Linked DNA regions of Callithrix jacchus: region 2 is linked to region 1. A link is a contact called in public Hi-C data. All regions are on one chromosome and are shown on one strand. The core of a region is the stretch at or near the end of the contact, and the rest is flanking DNA. Distances in the headings are between cores, read along the strand shown. Region 1 has its middle 4.5 kb from the start of MECOM. Region 2 overlaps MECOM (MDS1 and EVI1 complex locus).

Region 1 (4,001 bases), core at 1,208-3,707:
TGTCGCTTCAGCGCTCCAGGCTTTCTCCCTGGTCTTTCCAAGAGTTTCGGGCCACCAGAAAATCCAACCTCTGCTAACAAACAATAAACGCAACTCTTTGGTGTCCCCAGGCCAAGCCATTCTGAAAAGGCAAGGCATCGTCTTTTTCTAAAAAATAAAAGTATTCGCAATATCATTTGTTTTTTTAATTTTCAAATCTAAAAGCCAGGTTTCTTTTCCTTTTCTCTTTCTTTTTCTTTCTTTATCACTTGCTTTCTGCCCTAAATGTGCGCTAAGGAAGAGCTAACTTGCTAGTTCGAGTGTGTTTAACCTGATGGAGCAAACACCCAGGAGCAGCCGGTCATGCTAGCGGCTGATAGCGCCGCGACCTCTGTGTGTCCGCCCCGGCCGGTTCCCATTCTCAAGTGCCTGGACCCCGTCACTTCCACCTGTCCCAGGTCCCAGCCGTGAGACCAGAGCAGGTGACTCTCTGTTCAGCGGCCCCTGGGGTTCCCGACACCCTCTGACGGGATGTCTAAGCTGGCCCAAGAGAAAAGAGGCCTCCAACGAGTTGGCGGAGCTGCCCTCGCTACCCGCCCCCGCCCCATGTCTCGCCTTTCCCGCTCCTCCTGAAATTTCGTTTTCTTGGTGGACAGTAGCATGGATTCCAACGTTTGCTTGTGTTTTCTCCCACGGAAGCGAGCATCCTGGAAGCAATGCCTCTGGAAAGTCGATGAGTTTACGGGCTGTCTGGGTTTGCTTGTTTTATTACTGTCACTGTTTCGGTTTTTTTTTTTTTTTTTTTTTTTTTTTTTAGCAGAAGCGAAGAGCTTGAGATGGAAGTTAGAAGGAAGATGGGGATTGAAGAGAAAGACACATACAAGTGTATCCCTTCCCCCACTATGTTTTTTAAATTAATATTAGAAATGGCAAATAACCGATTTTCAATACATTACATGCAACAGGAAATTTTCCTTTCCTCTCATTATAATTGAACCGGCCCCACAATATCTTTGGAAGAAAGTTTGAATTCTTTATGGAGGTATTTCTAGGCCTATTGTCTTTGTGCAGTGAACTTTACATCATGCTATTCAATCACAACCTATATTCTCCTGGCTACCAGCAAGATTAATTTAATCATTGTAATGCAATTATTAATACTGTTTACCCAACGCTGGGTTTCAGGTTGGCTGTTAAGAAATTAAACTCTCGCTGGGTGACCAGAGCTAGGCAGGGGTTTCTTCATGTTGAAATGAAACAGTCCTCTTTATTTAGTCTCAGGGCTCCAGCTTTGGGCCACCAGCTCAATTAGCCAAAATGGAAACAATTTTCATTCATTGCAATAACTCACTGTTCTGGAGATCGCTTTCAAAATACACACTTTATTATTATACGCTGACCTCGGTGGCGTGGAGTGGCAATAAAAGAAAGAGGCAGAGAGATCTATCTAGCCCCCTTGGGCTATAATTATTAGAAATTAATTGGGTTCAGGACCCTGGGTAGCCTAGCTAAATTAATAGCTTGTCTAGTGGTTTAAATCCGAATTTTCAGTCCACAGGAGAGAAAGGGAGAGAGTCACAGACATGAAATGCAGACCCAAGGGACGCCTGAGTTTACTTGCAAGACACTCATCTATTAAATAGTGTCCAGAATACGTTTGAGTTGAGGAGGGGGCGGGGGCGACGAAAAAGAATGGAGCAAGATGGGAAGGGAGGCTGAGAGTGAGCGAAAAGGTCTCGAGTTGATTTTATTCGATTTTTCTTGCCTGCATTGTTTTCGGGAGGGGTTGCATTTAGGGGTTAAAATAAAAAATAAAGATCCCGTGTACTCGGAGCTGTCGTGCCGGAGTAAAAGTGAAAAGGGAGCCTTAGGCAAAAGGAAATTACTGCGAGCCCGCGTGACCTTTCAGGGAGGTAATCAATCAAGTGATCAACAGGGATATTTATCATCGCTATATAGGACTACTTCGCCCTGCACAGGCGGTGTGGGGGTGGGGCTGGGGGAGCAAGAGGAGGGTGGAGACACGCGCGCACTCACACACACACTCACAAAAGTTTCAACAAACCCGATAAGCCTCGAGACAGAACACGTAGGCTTTAATAAATGTTAAAACTACCTGTTTTGTCTTACACTGTCAGAGAAACACACACATACACATATAAGCGCACATCCAGGCAGCAGCGGCTGCATGAAGGTGTTAACTTTGAATGATCCGCCACGCTTTGCCCTAAAAGGGAAGCTTGCAGAGAAATGCGCGCTTCGAACGCCGGTGAGGCAACAGCTCAGGGCTAGCTCGGCTTCCGCGTCCAGCAAGGGAAAGGGCGCCGCGGCCGCAAGGGTCCCGGGGCGGCTGTGGGCAACGGTCTCTACCGCGTCTCGACGCCGGGGCCTGAGACACGGAACAGCCTCCTCTTCCTGCGAAATCCTCGCGCTGGCAGGGCGATGCGGCCCAAACCAGGCGCGCTCGGGCACGCGCAGCTGGGGTTCGTCGGCTGCAAGATTTCTGCCCGGTTACCTTCTCTACCTTGTAAAACTCGCCGTTTCGTGAACTGCGTTTTCGGTCCCGGATTTCTAAGCAAATCATTCGGTTTTACAATCCTGCTCCCTCCCCCTAGTTCTTCAACATCCTTCCCTCCAACTTCTGATGTGTATATAAGGAATGCGGAGCGGGGAGCGGTCAGTGTAGCTGGCTTTTAATAACGATGATGATGATTACATTAAATAGTCGATTTAAAATCTAGGCCCCCGCCCAGCTCCGGGATTATAATCAGCAGTTCTTTCGAGAGAACCTCGGGCTGATTACTAGCCCATGGGGTTGAGGAACTATTTCCCGAAGGGTTTATGAAATGCAAGTTGGGGTGATGAGCGCCGCCTCCCAGGTAGCAAGCCTAGGCTCCCGCGGTGTGGGAATGTGGGGCCGCGCCAGGGCCGTGCCTATTGGCACCAGAGGCGAAGCTCCCGCTCCCCTGCCCGCCGCTCTGGCCGCCCTCTCCCGGCTTGGAGCGGCCTCCTCCCGCACAGCCTAGTCTGCGGCGCCCTCGCCTGGTTTCCTTGGCTGCGGCAGCTCTGGTGCTCCCGCCGCTTAGGGCTCCAGCTGTGCACAGTAGCCGCCTGGGCGTGGGGGTGGGAAACAGCTGGAGCGCCCCGGGGAGGCGCGGGTTGGGGTGGAAAGGAACCCAGCAAGGAGGATTATGAGGCGAGCAAACCCCCGGAGCTGCTACTGGTTTAGGATCAGGAGAAGCAACTTCGCGGGGCACAAACCTCTGCCCTGTGGGAACTTGAGCTCCGGAAAGAAACCAGACTGCTAGTGAGCGTTGCCTGGGAAGTCTGGAGCTCTTGGGGTCCCTTCCACTGAAAAAAAGAATTACATGGAAGAGTATTTCTCAAAGTATAATGTGCATACGAATCGCCTGGGGATCTTGTTAAAATGCAGATTCTGATTCAGTAAGCTTGGGGTGGAGCCCAAACATTTCTCAACAGGCTCCTAGGTGACGCAGATGCTCCTCAAAGTGTGGTCCCAGACCAGCAACATCAAGCATCGCTAAGATTTCAATAGAAACTCAAGATCTCAGGCTCCAACCAAACCTGCTGAATCAAAACTGGCATTTTAACAAGTGATTCACTAGAACACTGAATTGAAGACGCACTGCAATAGAAAGTGCCTGGCCAGGTTTTCTTTCTTCTGTCTTAAATCCGGACGCCTCTGTGACTGAACCTCATTTCAAATCCTGCTTTCTGCCGTGGACACGGGAGAGGATGGAGTCAATGAACCTATCAATATAAAAGCTACATCTCCTCTGGCTCACTGCGGAAACCCTAGACTCTCATATCCATTGACCACTGCACTTAGGGGCCAAATGCCACCGGTGAGGCTTCCTAGATTCTGGTCTGATTCGCATCCCTTCCCGCCACTTTCTTCACACCCCGACCCCTTCATTATTTTGCTGCCAAGTCTATGGCTCTTATTTCTCCCTCCTTAACATTACAGTTTTTTGGATACATATCTTCCTTCCCCTTTCAGC
Region 2 (4,544 bases), core at 746-3,245, 520 kb before region 1:
TTTACAAAACTGCTTTCAAAACGAGGAAACGTCGGTAGGTAAACAAAAGGTCGTGTGGAACTACTGGCAGGTCCTGGCTAAATTAGGATTTCGTGGAAAGGGCCTCCGAGTTTTTTTTTTTCCTCCTATATTGGTTTCGGGTGGGGGAGGCGGAGAGACTTTCAAGGTCCGGATACTTGCAGGTACTGCAGGAGGCCGGTAGATGGCATTGCGGCCCGAAATAAAGCGCCCCGCAGGCGGCTCCAGCCACGCAGGTGAACCCGCCTCTGCCCGACAGACGCAGGCACCCAGCTCTGCCCTCCGCCTCGCCAGCCGTTCCGCGTCCTCCCGAGCTTCACAACGGGAGGAGGGCACACTGCAGTCCAGGCCTGCAGACTCCAGCCTGAGAGACTATTCCTACGTCTCAACTTCTCCTCCCCAAATATAACCAAGAGTGAACGCTTATCCTCCGAGACCTTGGAAGATGTACCTAGAAGAATGGCGAATTCATTGCATCATCATTATTATTATATTAATATCATCATTATCGTCATGATCAGTTTTGTTCTCCACTGAATAAATTGTGAAAAAGACTAAAGGAAATCGTCAGAAGGACCTGAGCAAAGGAGGCTAACAAAACGCTAAATCATATCTCTCTATCTCTCTCTCTCTCTCTCTCTCTCTCTCTCTCTCTCTCTCGTGTGTGTGTGTTTGTGTGTGTGTGTGTGTGTGTGTGTGTGTCTGCCTGTCTGTCTCTCCCCACTCCCCCGCCCCATAACACTCCCTCTCTCCTTTGGGTATATAACAATAACTTCATGTAAAGGCAGATTCATCCCACTTATTCTTGACACAACTTGAAGTTTAAAGATAGACTTCTGAAATCCTACAGTAGTTAGACTGGTCTTGTTTCTCATGAAAGGGGCCTCTTGTGGCCCGGTGCGGTGGCTCTTGCCTGTAATCCCAACATTTTGAGAGGCTGAGGTGGGTGGATCATGAGGTCAGGAGATCAAAACCATCCTTGCTAACATGGTGAATCCCCATCTCTACTAAAATAATAATAAATAAGTAAATATAAAAAATTAGCTGGGCATGGTGGTGCATAACTGTAGTCCCAGCTACCTAGGAGGCTGAGGCAGGAGAATCACTTGAACCTGAGACGCAGAAGTTGCAGTGAGCTAAGATCATGCTACTGCACTCCAGCTTGGTGACAAAGCTAGACTCTGTCTCAAAAAAAGAACAGAAAAAGGTGTGGGGGGGGGCCTTGCTATTTAAATAATAATTCTTTAGAAGACCTGATCCATCTTCCCCAATAAGTGAATGAAACAGGAGAGAGGGTTAGAGGAAAAGGTTTTTGCAAGGGGCTTGCTTCTCCTGGGTTAGCTTGCTTTCCCTCAAAAGGTTTCTAAAACAATAAATAAATACAAGGAGCCAAATACCACCACCAATTCCCTTTATTCCTTGGGATTTCTGGTGAAATCTGTTTACAGTAGTTCCCAGTTACAAATTAATCTGCAAAAGCCGCTGTCTGCTCAGCAGTAATCAGTAACATGCGTGTTCTACAGTGTTTAGCACTGCCCTTGAAATGGGCTATTAAAAATAATGGTTTTACTATAATCTCAAACCAGCTTTAATTTGCAAACATGTATCAGGACAGATGATCTAAATATTAAGGGGATAGAATAGAACAAACTATAACAAATGTATAGCTTCGGGGAAAGCACAAAATTGAATGATTCATCAGTGATGTCTAAAAAGAGAACCAGATTTTAAAAACACTTTTCCAGAAGGAATGATTATTTTTTCTTTCTTGTTCTGTTAATTGTTGTTTATCAGGAAAAGGGCATTGGAAAATATGAGGGTTGAGTGTGAGCTGATAGATTTTCTGGGAGTTGTAAAGATCCCCCTTTGGCTGATGGCAGGGCTGGGGTGGGAGAGGTTAATGTGTTTTCTTCCTGGTTTGAAAAGGGCATAAACCCTCCTCAGGCCCCTTCCTTCCTTCCCCAGCTGTGTGGATTGCAGAATCTTTAAAAAGCCCAAAGATTTCCAATAAGGCCACTGGCTCTGCCTTCATTGTGTAACTGTTTATTTAAAATGAGTCAATATATTAGTTAAAGCAGTAAGAAGTTAGTGCTCCAGTATTCAAGTGATTCCCACAAGACTGTAAACTGATGCCTCTTTTAAGCCTTAAACTTCATGGTCGTCCCCGAAGTAAAAGTTCTGCTAATGGAGACCCTATGGGCATGGTACATTCCAGCACATCATTAAAGGAAAGAAAAGCAGTCCAGCCAAAGCCAGATGAAATGACTGCACTGTCCACTTTTAATAGGCTTCCTGTGGACAAACAGCACTGTAACACTCTGCAGAGGACAATATTTAAAAACAAGACAACTTGCTGGCAGTTTTCAATACCGTAAAGTTAATAAAGTATGTTCCCATTCACCCTGACATTATGTTTTTAGTTTATAGAGGAAGGCACTTTATAACCTCAGTTTAAGTTCCCTTAATTCTGCAGCTTTGGGTTTCTTGAGGTGGCTAAATATACACTGAACTCGAAGCCTGACATTTGTGTTTTAACACTATTTTTTTTGTAGCTTTTCAAGAACGTACAAGTGCAGTTTTACATTTCTCAAGTGGAGTTTTATTCATGGAGATTCTGTTAAATCCTGTTTCATACAGTTCATGTCAAGAAGCATGAAATAATCTGAGAAATTGACATTTGGCTGAACAATAAGTGCCTGCTAATTAAATTAGCTTCGTGTATAGATATTGATGTGTGTTTAAAAAGAAAATCAATGCTTCCTGTTCCATGTCAGAATAGGATTTCATAAAATCTTACCTAACCTAAAGGACACAAATATAAAAAATAATGTAAGTATGTTTTTTAGGACTCAAGAGACTCAAGAGACATATATAAACATTTCCCCCAATTTGTCTTTCCTCCTACTCCTCTAAATTCTCTACCACCCACAATTTCTTCTCCTAAATCTTTTTATTTAATTGAGTAAACTTTGTAATGAAGCATGACCTTTAGGCAAGATAGACTAGATCAGAAAGCCATGAAATCTAAGGTAATCCTCTGTTTAATTTTAATAATTTTTATTTTTTACTTTGATAAGTATTTTGCAACCTTGGTTCTGTAGCATGAAGGTGAATTCTGTGATGTTTTCATCAGGCAGATCCAGCAAAACAGTCCAGCACAATACAGATTTACCCACAAAAAAAGCTGTGACTGTCCATTGCCACCAGCACATATCACCACTGCTTTGGAGAGATTACTGGTGGCTCTTGGTGGTGGACTCTGCCTTTTTTCTTTCTTTCTTTCTTTCTTTTAATCTATTGGGGTGTGCTGTTAGAAAAGAGGAAATTAAAGGTAAAAAAAAAATGTAAATAAAAAATTTCCCTTGGTCTGGAAATGGGCCCGACTGAAAGCATGTTAATCTCCACCTCAGTAATTTGGTTCTCCAGGAGAAGACAGAAGCCCTGCTGCTGTGCCCTGCACTTCATAAATCACATCTTTATGTGGACAAGGTCAGGGCACCTAACAGCTCAGACATGGGCCTTTGCAGTGGCTCGAGGATTCAGGCATGTTTACTCTCCTATTCGGCTCTCCGAGGAGTAGTCCAGCACGCTTCTAATTACTTTTGATTATTTTCATTTGCTGGGGTCAGTCTGGCTTGCCAGGACTGCTGGAGGGTTGATTTCCTACAAATCTTGATGTCTTTGTAGGACGGCACTGTGTGCGTTCAGAATTAGCACCCCGTTATTGTCCCTACAGCATGGGATCCTTCATAAATAGACACGGTGATAACAAAAGTTTCCCCAGTGAACCATTGCCTACTTCCTTTCTTATTAATTAACTATACAAGCATAATCACCTAACTGATCTTTTCGAAATTGCCAAAGATTTTAACAGTTTAGTATTTTATAGTATATTTGGCCAGAATGAAAGTGGATTTCTTTTTTGCTTCGATTTTAAAATATATTTAGTAATGACTAGCAGATCTTTGGAAACTAAGATGAAATACTTCGCTGAAACAACAGCTCTGGTGAATAAATTATTACACTCAAAGATTTACTTTTCTAAACTCCAATCAAGGTTACCATATTTAAAATATTTCTTGTTGGACTCTTGATGTGTTTCAGTCCTAAGCTATTATGCTGAGTGGTTAATGCACAACAAATTTATACCAAGTTTAAATTAAAATGTTATGATAAAATAAAAATGTTAATAAAATACAGTAAAATTTCAGTAGCAAAATAGAGACAATAGAGAAATATTCCCCAAAAGCAGAGATGTTTTAACTCTTTGATGTGTATTTATTACAAGATATATTCAAGAAATAAATGATGAAAAAATAAATACAAAAACTGAGACATTCACAAAAAATGCATAACATACCAATCTGGTTGTTCAGATAATCAGCATTACTATTTTTTTATTTTATAAAAGATAACTTTGCTTATGATTATCATTAGCCTTAAAAGGAAAAATTCCTCAATCTTTCTAGCTTTAGACTAAAGAAGTGAGGTAGTAAATGCTTTTGGAAGAAACCTCAACTCTATAA

The links. A called contact is a pair of places that touch in the nucleus more often than the background predicts.
Region 2: a contact with region 1 is called in a Hi-C map of skeletal muscle, with 5 times the contacts expected there. The contact joins two enhancer-like sites. A contact is called at or near these places in 2 of 3 Hi-C or Micro-C datasets (induced pluripotent stem cells and skeletal muscle).

The regions. Positions count from the first base shown.
Region 1 is chr17:17,368,122-17,372,122 of calJac240_pri, reverse strand. No RefSeq gene overlaps it. Among named protein-coding and RNA genes, the nearest start is that of MECOM, 4.5 kb to the left of the region's middle. Within about 2 kb of position 2,457, at least 7 of the 16 cell types and tissues checked have an H3K27ac peak or open chromatin away from gene starts, as enhancers often do.
Region 2 is chr17:17,887,957-17,892,500 of calJac240_pri, reverse strand. The region is part of intron 2 of MECOM (MDS1 and EVI1 complex locus); the gene reads right to left. Among named protein-coding and RNA genes, the nearest start is that of MECOM, 520 kb to the right of the region's middle. Within about 2 kb of position 1,995, at least 2 of the 16 cell types and tissues checked have an H3K27ac peak or open chromatin away from gene starts, as enhancers often do.